2 separate regions of the Sus scrofa genome follow, and region 2 is linked to region 1. A link is a contact called in public Hi-C data. All regions are on one chromosome and are shown on one strand. Each heading gives the region's core, a stretch centred on a gene start, on an enhancer-like site or on the middle of the called end of the contact. The rest is flanking DNA. Distances are from core to core; before and after follow the strand shown. Region 1 holds the start of C18H7orf49 (modulator of retrovirus infection homolog). Region 2 holds the start of STRA8 (stimulated by retinoic acid 8).

Region 1 (6,963 bases), core at 1,782-4,281:
TGGGGGTTGGGGATGAAGGACAACCCCCTTCTCTGGCCTGCCTTTCCATCCGGGGCGGGGAGGCACATCCTCTGCCCGCAAACCTCATGGTGGGATTTCAGGCCTGGACCTCAGGCTAGGATACTGGACACTTGACAGACTGCTTAGCACGTTGGTACAGAGGCTCTTTGGGCTCAGTCCAGATCCGGGGTGCAGGTCTGGTGTTGGGGTGCTCCCAGTTACCTACTTTTGGAACATCATGAGATTGGTACTGAAGCTTCGGCTCCAGTTTGCTGGGCGTCGGAAGGGACGTAGGGTATGTGTGTGGCTCAGTTATGCCGAGACCCCAGAGACCTGGTCATGGGCGCTTCCATATTTTCACCCATTCCCACCTGGTAATCCTCCTTCAGATGAGCAAACCCAAGACTTTCCCATTTATAATTTTTGCCATCTTCTGCATTGAAACAGCAGCATTATTTAGCTCCTGCAGTGATTCTGTAGGGTGTTTAAAAAGTGTTCATGTGTTTCAGTTGAGAGAGAATTCACGGTTTTAACTTTCTTCATCTTGAAGTTTGTCTTGGGCCCATTCTCTCAATACGTCCCCGCAGCTTGCTAAAAATGTCTTTTAAGGTTTGGAGAAGAACAACACTGTCTCTTCTGTCATTTCCTTTGGGATCTGGGCTGGATCCCTCCCTCCCTCCCTCTTGTGAGCTTGGCCCGTAGCTGATGTGACCGAGGCTCCATCAGCATGGGTAGAGGTGGAAGAAGGTTCCACATCACGTTGAGGCCGCCTAGAAACGAAACCACAATACCATTAACCTCTGACCTTTTGAAATTACCACGTGCAGCATATGCTGCGGGCCCCCCTGCCCCCACCTGGCTTTGTCTCCGGCCTCCAGCCCCTCCCAGGGCCTGTCAGCAGGCACTCCTCCTGGGTTCCTCCCGCCCCCCACCCCCAAGATGAGCTCCCACCCTCCAGTAAAGGCTGTCAGAACTTCAGTTTACCTCTCCTCCATACCTGCTTGGCATCTAGCTGAGAACCCCAGCAAGTCCCCTCCACTAGCTTGGGCAAGGGCAGCTGGAAGAAAACCACCCAATCCAGCCTCAGGCCCCCGAGCTCATGCCTCGGGCGCAGATGTGGGCCCCGGCTCTGGGCTGGGCTCTGCGGGAGAATGAGGCACATTTCTCTGGCTCTCTTCAGGGCCTGGCCCTGCTCCCCTGCTTCTGCTCCAAGACAGACCCCCGCAGCTCAGCCATCACAGCGCTGCGGGAGCTGACTCTGACCCATTCGAATGCTACAGCTTGGGTTTCTCATCCTCACTCGGACTTTCACACGGGAAACTTTTTATGCAGAGGCTGGTTTCCTGCTCCTCAGGCCCCGTTTTTCAGCAGGTTATGGGAAGAGGTTTTTAAGGAGAAAAAGGTGGAGGGAGTAGTTCTAATAATAGCAAGTGCTCTCTGTTCCTTCATTCACAAAACAAAATGATGCATCTCCACCAATAGACTTGGGTTTGTCCTGGCTCACAGTTGTGGGAGCGGAGGACCCTAGAGGTCAGTGAGCCTGCCCTGGAACCAAATGCAGCCTTTGCCCTTTCCTGTGTGCCCACTTCTGTTCCCCTCTAACCTTAAAAGAACCTGGTTATAGGAATGACATTACTGCGCAATTGAAACGGACTCCTGACTTAGGCCCTCCTGAATGCACACCATGTCTTGTCTAACCTGGTCTTTTCCTAGACAAAAAGGATGATGAATTAAGTTAGTAAGAAAATCTAAAGAATAAAAATTTTAACAATTAAAAATGGAGCATCTGATTGCTGTGGCTCCAGTCACTGCGAGGTACGGGTTTGATCCCCAGGCCTGCACAGTGGGTGAAAGGATCTGGCATTGCTGCAGCTGTGGTGTAGGTCGCAGCTGGGACTCAGAGTCAGTCCCCGGCCTGGGAACTTCCATATGCTGTGGGTGTGGCCTTAACATAAACAGTGAGTAGCTTTCTACCCTCAACAGTCCCCGTGAGCAATCCTGCAGGCAGATGACCCAGGCGAGATAACATCTAAAGGGGTCAGCACTCAATGGAGAAGGATGCAGAACCCAACCTCCTGCCTCCATGAGTCACTGAGATTCTACCCCCCTGCCCCCCGCCAATTTTCCCTGTAAAAACTGTCATGGTTGAGCAGAATCTTGGGGGATTGCCAACTTTCCTGATGAAGGCATATTTCCCTTCTAGTGACACTTGCCTCTCAAATTACTGGCATAGAGGCGATGAGCAGCCGAACCTGGGTTCAGTTAGAGAACCAGAGTAGAAGCAGGTCCTGCCCATCTGTGTTGGCCTCCTGAAGAGGCTGCAGGCAGAGCCCTGGCTCATCCCACAGCTAAAGGATTTAAACTTCCCTGGCTCAGCCTCCTTCGCTTGGGTTGAAGATTAGTATGGGGTTAAAGTGCTTTGGAGAAGCTGAGATGCCACACAGCTGGAAGCGAGAACGCCTGGCTCTGGATTCAGGGTTCTCAAACTCTGGATCACTCTCCACCACCCTGCACTTCCAGCACATGGAGAGTAATTTTCTATTACTAGCTATTGGTTATAAATCACACTTCAAATGGCCGTCTCGATAGTTTTGTGTTTGGGGATCGGACTGTCGGTTCTGATCATCCTTTTGCCTCAAAATATGGTAGGAGTTACACCTGTAACGGCTTGTGCTAGCCTTTTTACTTGTGTCTGACACCTGGGGTTTCTTCGCCTGCCTCTTTTAGGTTACTATGAGTGGTGTGATTTTAAATAAAACTAGATGCTAACCCCACGTGTGAACTGCAGTGCTCAGCATCAGGCTGCAAGGAAAGCAGCGAGGACACCTGGGCAGCCTGCCAGAGCACCCCGCTAGTGCAGGGAACACCTCGAAGGCCAATTTGAATATTATTAGTAAGACCTACTTTCAAGATAACAAATGTTAACAGTCTTTAATTTCCCTTCCTGCCTCTGAGGGGTTCACCTTGCACCACCCCTGCTCCCAGGGGGATGTATGCCTCCAAAGAGTGCGGAACTCAGGCTTTGGGAATTCTCTCCTGCTCCCTCCGGCAGAGTTTCAAAAATGCAGATCCACCTGCTCCTCTGCCCCTAATTTCTGGTTCAGGGGGCCTGGGAATTGACACTTTAACAAAATCCAATCAGCAAGCCTCAAATAGAGATACATTTGGGTACAAGATACTGTTAAAATCATTCATGATGCTTCTTAAAGAACAATAAGGCAAATTTTATTCAATAGGATTTTGCAGCAGGGGAAAAGATTGGGCTCAACCACTGCAAGGAAAAGTGGCAGGGCTGGCGTCAGTGGATGCATGATTAAGAGGAAACATCAGGGGTAAGGGGGATTCTGGCCAAACTGACCTAACAGGATTCTTGCGGAGGGCAGGCGGCGGGGGTGGGGGAATCAGGCATCACCTGGGAGCTGGTGGCAGCTGAAAATCAGATATGGAGGGTGGGTGGACGCTGGCTAAACCAACTTGGCAGTATTCTTGCTAAAAACGGACAATGTGGAGTCCAAGCGACAGGGCCTAGTTGAGAGTTCAGAGGAGCCTGACCTGAGTTTGGTCAAGGAGTGGGTTTGTCAGGACCCGGGACAGCGGGGCCGGCCTCTGATCAGCTGGGGTGTCCTGGCTCCTTGGCCCGGGGCGCAGATCACGCGAGCTGCCGGCAGGGGGCGCGCCCGCGCCTCTGCGCAGGCCGGTGGTCGGGAGCCGGAAGCGCAGGGACGCGGCGGAGCCGGGGGGCGGGTTACCGTGCGCGCGGGGCAGGCTTCCGGCCCGCGGGGATCTGAGCTCCCTAAACCGCCCAGAATCCATCTCCCGGACGCTCCCCGGCAGCCAAGAAGGGGGTGGGGGCCCGGAGGCAGGAAGCCCGGGCCGGAGGAGCGCCGGGAACGCGGGGGTCCGGTAGCCTGCGAGGCCCCGCGTGGATGTTCGGCGTCTCCCCTCCTCCTGCAGGTTGGCATCGGTCTCATCGCTCCAGGGCGGGACGGGGTCCCGGAGGGAAGCGGCGGCTGAGAATGGGAGCGCTGGGCAGGGCCGGCGCCCGCGGGGCGGCGCCGGGGAGTCCCAGGCCCTCACCACCCCCAGCCACCGGGCCAGGGAGCACAGGGCCCGGAGTCTGGAGGAGCAGGGTGCCAGTCCTGACCCGGCCGTTTCGAACTTTTTTTGTGATTTCGTGCAATTTGCCAGGTCTCAGATACTCATCTGTAAAATGGGTCTCATAGTATCTGCCTAAGGGTCAAACCAATATATGCATTGACCTCTGTGCAGTGCCTGTGCCAGGCGGTTAGCAGCTGCTCTTCAGATGTGGAAATGACTGTTACCACCTCTTGAATTTTGACAGAAGTGAGTCTGCTCTCTGTGGCCAGAAAGGTTTGGATGATGTCCTGGTAATTCTTTTTTTTTTTTTCCCCCTTTTTACGGCCTCACCTGTGGCATATGGAAGTTCCTGGGCCAGGGGCCCAATCAGAGCTGCAGCTGCCGGCCTATGCTGTAGCTACGTAACGCTGGATCTGAGCCACATCTGCAACCTAAGCTGCAGTTTAGTGGCAACGCTGGATCCTTAACTCACTGAGCTGGGCCGGGGATCCAACCCGCTCACAGAGCATCAGGTCCTTAACCCACTGAGCCACAAGGGGAACTCCCAATTTTTTTCTTTTAAGTTGTAAGCAGCCATTCTAGAGGAGCAATAAAAGATCGAGTTAAGATTCAAAGAGGAACCTCTTATTCTTAGTTGGCCTTTTTCTAGTCACACCTCTGCTCCACTAAGAACCTTTGTACACAGGGACCCTGAGCTGCATTTGGGGTTAACTAAGCGAGGGTGGAAACCTGCATCCCTTGAGTCCTGGGGTGGGGCTGAGCCTTAAGGAGGAGGGGCTGAGGTGGAATCCCCTGGGAGTGGGCCTGGTGGGAAGAAGCCGCATTACATGGGAGACTGGCCCACCCTCCCCCGATCCATTTCACACATGGGAGGAGCCAGGCACAGTTGTCCCTGACCCCAACGCCCAGCTAAAATATGACATCAGAAGTTTGGGGGTTTTTTTTGTTTGTTTGTTGTTGTTGTTTTGTCTTTTTAGGGCTGCACTTGAGGCATATGGAAGTTCCCAGGCTAGGTAGGAGTCGAATCGGAGCTAGAGCTGCTGACCTACACCACAGCCACAGGAACTCAATTCAGGATTTGAGCTGAATATGCATCCTACACCACAGCTCACGGTAACGCTGGATCTCTTACCACTGAGCGAGACCAGGGATTGAACCTGCATCCTCATGGATACTAGTCAGGATCATTACCACTGAGTCACAATGGGAACTCCCAGAAATAATTTTGGATTAAGGGAGGGGATGTTGGCCAGTGAAACCCTCATTGTAAATCGAAATGGCCTTGAGGTCTCTTACAACCACAGAAGATAGAGGGAATGAGAGGCCTGAGTTGGGGGAGCCAATGGGAGAGATGCTGAAAAGTAGGATAGTCTGGGCAGGCCGGGGACAATGAGCAACATGTCAAATGGCTCAGTGCAGAGGCTGCTGGGGGCATTTCCGCTCAGGGCTGGCTGCCCATGTGGGGCCCTGGCCCCGAGGCAGGTCAGAAGGCTGCTTCTCCCTGAGCCCATCGCCACACCTCCCCTTTGTGCTCATTTGAGTCTCCTGGGCCCCACTCACCTCTGTCCTGCCCTGACCAGTCATCTTGCCAGTGCCTGGAAGAATTCCAGCTTATTGGAATTCATGGGGTTTTATTCTTCTTTGTAGGAATTAAAGCTGAGACTCCCATTCAGTGCAAACAGACCTGTCATTCCTGGTGTGATGTGCTGTCCTGAAGTCACAGAGCTTGGGCCCTGGCTCCTCTTGTGACAGACTAAGGAGATGGAAGCCTTAAAATCTGAAAATAAAAAGAGAGTCCTTCCCACATGGATGACAGCCCAGGGGGCTGAAAAGAAGACCACCAAGAGGAGGAGAGCGGACCTGGTGCCCACGGCGGCAGCAAGGTAGGGCAGCTTCTGGTCAGGGTCCTCCTGGGGAATCAGTGGGGGTGAGAGGGAGGGATTTGGGGCATCACGGTTGCGGGGGGCTGGGTCTTCTGGTGTTGGCAGAACAGTGAGGTGAGGGGCATTTCAGTCTGCAGACCTGTCTCAGCTCTCAGGAGGTGCACAGGCTGCGGTGGCAGAGTGAGCTGTCCCCTCTCACCCCTCCCAGGCGGGTGTGGCCTCAGCCTCTATGGGCACATCAGGCCCTTTGGCCACTCCTCTCAGACTGGATTAATCCTCCCCCTCTTGGGTTACGCACATCAGCCAAGCTCTCAGACACCCGTTGTCCAAATGGCCCGGTCTTCATTTGCCACAAAAATTGTGAGCATCCATTGGGCAGGAAGTGGACCAGGCGGTCCAGTCTCTCTGCTGGCAGATCTTCAGGGGCAGACACAAGCCGCAGGTTGCTGGGCCGGCAGATCAGAATCTGTGGGGCGTGTTGGTTGAAGGGTGGTCATGGTGGGGGTCCCCAGGCTGCCAGGGAGGGGATGCGCCTGCCCCCTCCTGGCCAAGGCCCCAGACGCTCACTGACTCTCTCTGTTCCTCCTTTTCTGTTTTCTTCATTGACCAGCCTCCCTCTCTGATCTTAGCGTCCCTTCTTTGCTGTGTTCATGCTTGGTTGTGGGGGACATTGCAGAGGACTGCGGGGGTTCAGGGACGTCTCGGCCTGTTGGATCTGCTCCCACCCACTGTGTGTGTGTGTTAGTGTGACTCTCAGGAGACGGCCAGCGCGCCCTATTTCCAGACCCGACGCTGCCCGTGAACCCCCGGTGCCAGTCCCTGGCCTGGGCCCTGGGAAGCTGCTTCTCTCGCCCCTGGGGGGCAGGTCTCTTGCTCTCGTCGCCTCCTCCTGGCGATTCTGTGCCTCTGCAGCTTTGTGCCTTTCTTGCAGACTTCCTGCCACGAGGACGGTGTACTGCATGAATGAAGCTGAGATGGTAGA
Region 2 (7,285 bases), core at 1,476-3,975, 47 kb before region 1:
CCATATATATATATATATATATATATATATTTTTTTTTTTTTTTGGTCTTTTTGCCATTTCTTGGGCTGCTCCAGCGGCATATGGAGGTTCCCAGGCTAGGGGTCTAATTGGAGTTGTAGCCGCCGGCCTATACCAGAGCCACAGCAACGCAAGATCCAAGCTGCATCTGCAACCTACACCACAGCTCACGGCAATGCCGCATCGTTAACCCACTGAGCAAGGGCAGGGACCGAACCCGCAACCTCATGGTTCCTAGTCGGATTCGTTAACCACTGCACCATGATGGGAACTCCTGTCATGCCATATTTTTAAAATAACTTCTCATATATAAAGCAAAACATATTTTCATTACCAAAGACTTCCTATTAAAACACAACTTAATGCTCGCTTAGAGGTGAAGTTTTTTTAAAAAGCAAAAACAAAAACAAAAAAACTTCATAGGCTAGACTTTAAAAAATATGACCTCACCATCTCTGAGGTTCAGAGTAACCTGCAATCATTTTCAAGCATCAGTCCATAAAACATTAGAGTGTGATCCAGTCTCATTAGCAGACCCTAAGCAAACGCATATAAGACACTGGATAATGTCTTGCAGTCCACCAGCTGCTTCCTTTTAGTTCCTTCCCTATGCTTATCAGATCATGATTTAAAAAAAAATTCCGAAATTTATTCTTGAAAATATGTAGGGCATCACAATGACATGTACACACGCTCATGTTCAAGTTTAGACCCAGACCTAAATGGCCACCTGTTTGGATCCACAGGCCTGACTCAATTCGCCTGTACATAAACACCCACAAGGCCAAGGACAGCTTTCTCGAAGTGAGCGGGCACAGTCTCCTCAGCGTCCAGTCGGCTCTCACCCTCTGAGGGAGACGGGCACTGGCCACTCGACGTCCCACTCCCTGGACGTGAGGGACACCAGACGTCCTGACAGCAGTCACCGGCCTCTCTCACGCCAGCAGAGGGGGGACCGGGGCTCTGCCGGGGCCAGACAGACCCAGCAGCTTCCCAGTGGGCCCTGGGGACCAATCGCGGCATGTCCCCGGGGCCCACAGCCAATGGGAGCGCGCGGTGACGGACCAATGAGGACTGGGCAGTGGAAGAAACAGTGTAACTTGTTGTCTGAAGGCAACACAGAAAGGAGGGGAGGAGGGGCAGCGCTGACCTTCTCACCTTGCCCAGGGGCTCCTTTCCAAGTGGAGGCTGAGTGGGGCAGGGACTCTGTCACCTCAGATGCCCCGCACAGCCTGTATGTGCCCACGAACACTAAATGGACGGCCTCCGACTGGGTCCAGTGATCCGATGTGGAGCCCCAGGGTCCTCACCCCTCACACGGGGCTCTGACACCTGCCTTACAGGGTTATCCTGAGGCTCAGAGAAGACACGTTCAATAAAGGGTCCAGGGCACAGGCTCCCTGTCTCAGGGGGAAAGATGTGAGGAAATAGAGAAGCGCATAAAAGGAGGGGCCGGGGAATGATGTTTTAAACTGGGGAAGAAGAAATGCGGGGGGGGGGGGGGCTAAGAAGGGTTGCGCGGAAGAGGCCTTTAAAAGGTGGAATCAGGAGTTTTCTGGTGGCTCAGTGGGTTAAGGATCTGGTGTTGTCACTGCCGTGGCTCAGGTTGGATCCCTGGCGGGGGAATTTCCCCATGGCACGGGCCAAAAATATAAATAAATAAAAGGTGGGATCAAAATAGCAAGAAGAAAAGGGAAACAGTCTCACTTTGAGACAAGAGCAAGTATTCTTCCACCTTAGGGAAAAAATTCATTTTCCCCCAAATATAGACTCATGTCCTTAGGTATTTTTTGCTTGAATTCCTGCACCCCTGAATGTTACATGACAGTCGCGATCCCACACCTTCAGTTTGGCTAGGAAGCAGCAGCCTTGCCAGATGTCCCTTGTTGTTCCCTGACCTGGGGCAAAAGCTACTGCACTCTGGGGCAGGGGTGAACCAGAGGTCACACCACCTGGACGCGGCAGCCTGTGCCTGGTGGCACTGGGATTGGATTCTGATCCAGGATGTGCTTCACAGTGACTGTGAGTTCTACCCAAAGCAGACAAATAGGTTCAACTTCTGACTTTGGTAGAACATTAAATTAAACAGTGTGCTATGTAGAAAGAAACTGCTACATGGAAAGCACCCAGTAGGAGCAAATTCTCCTTCTTTTCAAGGTAAATGTGACTTACTCCTTTTAAGACAAAATTCTGCCTGGGTTGAGGCTCTGTCCCTTCTGGCTGTCAGGCAGCTTTTTCTCAGGGTCACAGAGAGTCCCTGAGAAGCTGCTTTTTTCCCCTCTTCCTCTCTCCCTGGTTTCTCTTCACTGGCCCTGATCCTTGCCTCCCATCACTAGCTCAGCAGTGCTGAGACCCTGTGGGAGCAGAGGGCATTCAGGTGTCTGTGCACCTCTGTCTTGGAGGCCTTACCTTTGCACAGGGAGGACACCCAGAGGTCCAGACACTTACCTGCCCGGCCTTTCATCTCATCACCCTTCACCCGCATCAACCACCACCAAACACATCTGCCTCCCCGGATGCGGCCCACTGGGAAGCAGATCTGCACCCAGAAAAAATGCAGTCCTGGGGGGTGGGATGTTACAAGGCTTCCTTACCTGCCTCAGCCTGATTTCCTTGAAGAAAATGAGGATCTCTGGTCCACTTCAGTCAGCCTTCCCCACAGCTGTGAGGCAGAAGGCTCTGCTCATGAACCCTGGGACCGCCTGGTGGCTTCTCACCAGCTTTGGATACAATCAAAGTTCTCCCTGGCAACAGTCCCCCCGCCCCCATCACCTTCTGACCCTGACCCCTCCTTCCTAGTACCAGAGATCCTGCCCAGAGAAACTCCCCTCGTAGTAACATAGATCCTGCCCCCAATACAGCCCCCCCCCCACGACAAGAAGCATAGATCCTGCCCTGAAATCCACCAGTCTGAGGGCATCCCCTCCCCCCAGATCCAGCTCCACACCTGTCCCACCAGGAAGCCTTCTAAGATTCCTGCATTAATGTCAACCCAGGATGGCCACCCATGTTATGTGTCCTTGACCCTAACTTTCTGGTTGGACAAACAGCCTTTTTCACTTTTTCTCAAGTGTTGGGGATGACATATTCAAGATCATTTAAAAATCAAAATGGAGGAACTGCAGTTCAGGCATCTAAAACGGAGCCAGGTGGCTATTGTGGATGTGGTTTCAGACACATTCCTGCATTGAGTCCCAAATTTTCTGACCTATGTCAACCTCAAGGGCATCACTAGCTGATTTCAAGAGTATCTGGTAGCAGCTGCCAGCTGCAGCCTAATGGGCTCAAGGTCTTCCCTTGTAACTGTACAACCATTCCAGGCCCTAGCAAAGCACCCTTACTTGTTGCCAGCTCCGAGCCTAATTCTTGACAAAAAACTTATGCAATTTTGTGGGGTTTGCCTATATAAGCTTCTTCCATTTTGTGGTCCAATGAAACACAATGCAAGTACTTCTTGCATCTGTATCCCCTGGGTTATAGTCCTCACTTTGGCTCAAATGCAACTCTTTTCTCCCTTATTTTAGATTGTTTCCTGATTATTTGCATCAACATCGGGTCCCATCCATTTTATGTGATAATGGGCAGGGGTCTCATATGCGATCATCTTTTTATCCTCTAAACATAACGAGAGTGATGGGTTGTGTATTGCGCCTCCACTGTGTTCCTAATCCTCGTGGATGACCTTGTGAAGAACTTTCTCCCCCTTTTATAGATGGGGAAGCCAGAGAAGGGCAGTGACCTGCCTAATATCTAAACATCTGAGGTTCTCTCTGGTTTTTTGCTCATCACACGCCCTTGGGTGGCATTTAGCAAAAGGAATGTTGACTGTCTTGGGCTAGAGAGAAATTTGCATGATTTTGTAAGTTTCAGAACAAAAGACCCTCAGCTTTGAACTGAGGTGTGTGGACAGTGGCTTGGAGGGAGGGGTGAGGAAGGCAGAGGTCCATGGAGGGGTACATTTCTGACTCCAGTTAGGAGCTCCCAGCACTGTGGTCAAGAGGAGCCTTGGATGCAATCTCAGGCAGGTGTTTGCCTGCCATCACCTTTGCACAGGGCCAGATTCTGGCCTCCAGGAGGGCCTGGTAATACAGTAAGCTCCTTTATGGGAACAGTATTTCTGGGTCAGCATGGCTGAGCCTTTCTACTGTAGAAGGACAGATATGTGACTCCCAAGACATGTCCCCAGGTGACAGTGCCCATTGTCCCCTGACCTCCAGTAAAACTCCTGAAGGCTTGGGACCTCCCATCAATGACTCAGCACCAAGGACCTCCTTCTGAGGTTTCTGCTTTAAGGGTTTAATGGATGTGAAAGTGCTTTGACATGTAGAAAGAATTATACAAATACTGATAAAGTCGAGGCTTGTAACTCTCCTGGAAGAAGGCATATGGGAAGATCTTCATAGCATTGGTTGTGGCAGTGATTTCATGATTATGACACTGAAGGCACAGGCAACAAAAGCAATAATAGACAAATGGGACTGTATCTGACCATTTCATTCAATAATATGAGTTGGAGATATGCTTATATTTGTACATAGAGATCTACCTCACCTGTTTTTAAGGTTGTGTAATATCCCATGTGTTAGACAACTATAAAAGAGTAGTGAATTCATTTGAAAGTGCAGAAAATTTTTGCAAGGTGTATTAGTCAGAATTCTTCAGAGAAAGAAAGAATGAGAGGGAGAGAATGAGAGAGAGTGAGGGGAGGCGGTGGGGGCAGCAGCAGAAGCTGCCCCAATTATTGCAGAAGGTAGAAACAGGATTGCAGAGAGCAAGGAGCTGATTTTTTTTTTTTTAATATGGCAGCAGAGACAGGATTCCCCCACGCTGTCATCCACTTGATGTGTGCAAAGGCATATTACTTATTAACCTAGGACAGTCAGATTGTTCCAGAGTGAAAGTGAATGATTTTATAGACCCATAAACTCATGGATTCCTGCTGCTGGCAGTCTAATGCCATTATTGGTGGTTTGCTGCCCTGTGCAAGTGGAGACTTTGCTGCCTTAGGAGGTGGAATGCAGAGGGCTGGAGGCAGGCAGGTTCTCACTCTAATTTGAACTACTCCTCAGGAGTTCCCGCTGTGGCACAGCAGGTTAAGGATCCAGCGTTGTCTCTGTGGCAGTGTGGGTTTGATCCTCAGCCTGGTGCAGTGGGTTGGGATCCAGTATTGATGCAGCTGTAGCATAGGTCCCAGCTGCGGCTTGAATTTAATCCCTGGCCTGGATTCATATCATATGCTGCAGGTTCAGTCCAAAAAAAAAAAAAAAAAAAGTGAGCTACTTCTTGAGGGATATGATCACAGTGGTCTGGGAGAAGGTCTGTCTCTGAACAGCCAGACCAAGGTTCCCAGCAGGTGCCTTACATCATCGGGAGGCTGTGGCCTGTAAAGGCTGAAACGACCTCAGTGTTCTTCTGACCTAAGGTCTTTATGCTGCAGATGAGGAAGCTGGGAACAAGAGAAATTAGACAACTTGATAATCAGGGTTCAAGTATGAGGTCCAGTATTTGGTTCTGAAAACTGAATTGTAGAAGCATAGGACTGGGAATTCCTAGTTTAGCATCAATTTGTACTTAAAAGTTCTGGGGAGATAGTTGATAAAAGCTTTGTGTGAGGAGTTCCCATCGTGGCTCAGCGGAAACAAATCTGACTAGTATCCATGAGGACACAGGTTTGATCCCAGGCCTCACTCAGTGGGTTAAGGATCTGGCGTTGCCGTGAGCTGTGGTGTAGGTAGCAGACGTGGCTCAGATCCCGAGTTGCTATGGCTGTGGTGTAGACCAGCGGCTACAGCTCTCATTAGACCTCTAGCCTGGGAACCTCCATATGCCATGGGAGCGGCCCTAGAAAAAGGCAAAAAGACAAAAAAAAAAAAAAAGGCTTTGTGTAAGTCAGCTCTACGATATGATTATAAAAAAATAAGCATGCTGTATTTAAGATATTTATGATATTTATGAAATAAAATTAATATATGCACATGGAAGGAATTGAAAAATATTAAAGAGCATAAAGACAAAGTCAGAAATCACTCATAAAAGCAACATCTCTACTACCTAAAGCCAATAATTGGAAATATTTTGTGTGTACATATATCAAAAATATTATATAAAGCAATCATATTGCATGTACAATTATATATCGCCGCCTTCTTTTTTTTTTGCTTTTTAGGGCCACACTTGTGTCTCATGGAGGTTCCCAGGCTAGGGGCTGAATCAGAGCTACAGCTGCCGGCCTACACCACAGCTCACAGCAACACCAGATCCTTAACCCACTGAGCGAGGCCAGGGATCGAACCCGAAACCTCATGGCTCCTAGTCGGATTTGTTTCTGCTGTGCCATGATGGGAACTCCCTCTCTACAGTTTTATCACATGTATAGGTTCATGCATCCACAACCACAGTGAAGACCGGAAGAATTCCATTACTACAAGGGGCTCTCATTTTGCCCTTTTATAATCCCATTCTCTTCCTCTCATACCCTCTCGCTCATTCCTGAACCCTGGCGACCACTAATCGGTTCTCCATGTCTAAATTTCATCTTTTCAAAACTTTTATATAAATGGACTAATTTTGGTGTATATATTTAAAACATTTTTGGATGTATATGTATAACCTTTTTTTTTTTTTTTTGGCTGCACCTACACTTTGGTATATAAATACCCTTTTATTTTTTGACTGCACCCGTGGCATGCAGAAGTTCCTGGGCCAGGGATTGAGCCTGCGCCACAGCAACAACCTGAGCCACAGCAGTGACAATGCCAGCTTCTCTACCTGCTGAGCCACCAGGCAACTCCTATATATAACTTTCAGGATTGTTTTTTTCCACTCGGCATAGTTTCCTTGAGATCTATCCAGTTGTATCACTAACTCCTCTTTATTGCTGAATACTCTTCCAGGATATGGATGTGCCAGTTTGTTTAACTAGAGGGGGTAAGGCATGTTGCCTGTTGGCCCTGTTTAATTTCTAACAAAAAGAGTTGAAGGACATATGGGTTGTTTCCAGTTTTGCGCAATTAAATAAAGTTGCTATGAGCATCACATGCAAGTTTTTATGTGAAGATATGTTTTCATTTTTCTGGGACAAATGACCAAGAGCATTATTACTGGATCATGTAGTAGTCGTGTGTTCAATTTATAAGAAAATGCTTGAAATTTTTTTTTTGGAGTGTGAATTGTATATTTTTAACATGTAGTATGAATATTTCTGTAAATAATTAAATGGGCATTGAAAAAGAGATTTTAAATGATGACATAATATTGCATGGGATG

What was found. A called contact is a pair of places that touch in the nucleus more often than the background predicts.
Region 2: a contact with region 1 is called in a Hi-C map of liver, with 2.1 times the contacts expected there. The contact joins the promoter of STRA8 here to the promoter of C18H7orf49 in region 1. A contact is called at or near these places in 6 of 47 Hi-C or Micro-C datasets (blood, heart right ventricle, liver and 1 more) and 1 of 2 datasets of contacts at active chromatin or transcription factors (alveolar macrophages).

Annotation. Positions count from the first base shown.
Region 1 is chr18:14,124,693-14,131,655 of Sscrofa11.1, forward strand. It overlaps C18H7orf49 (modulator of retrovirus infection homolog), which reads left to right and starts at 3,032. Exons shown (of 4, transcript XM_013985607.2): 1 at 3,032-3,954; 2 at 5,746-5,981; 3 at 6,913-6,963. The coding sequence starts at 5,860.
Region 2 is chr18:14,077,674-14,084,958 of Sscrofa11.1, forward strand. It overlaps STRA8 (stimulated by retinoic acid 8), which reads right to left and starts at 2,726. Exons shown (of 11, transcript NM_001285970.1): 1 at 2,614-2,726.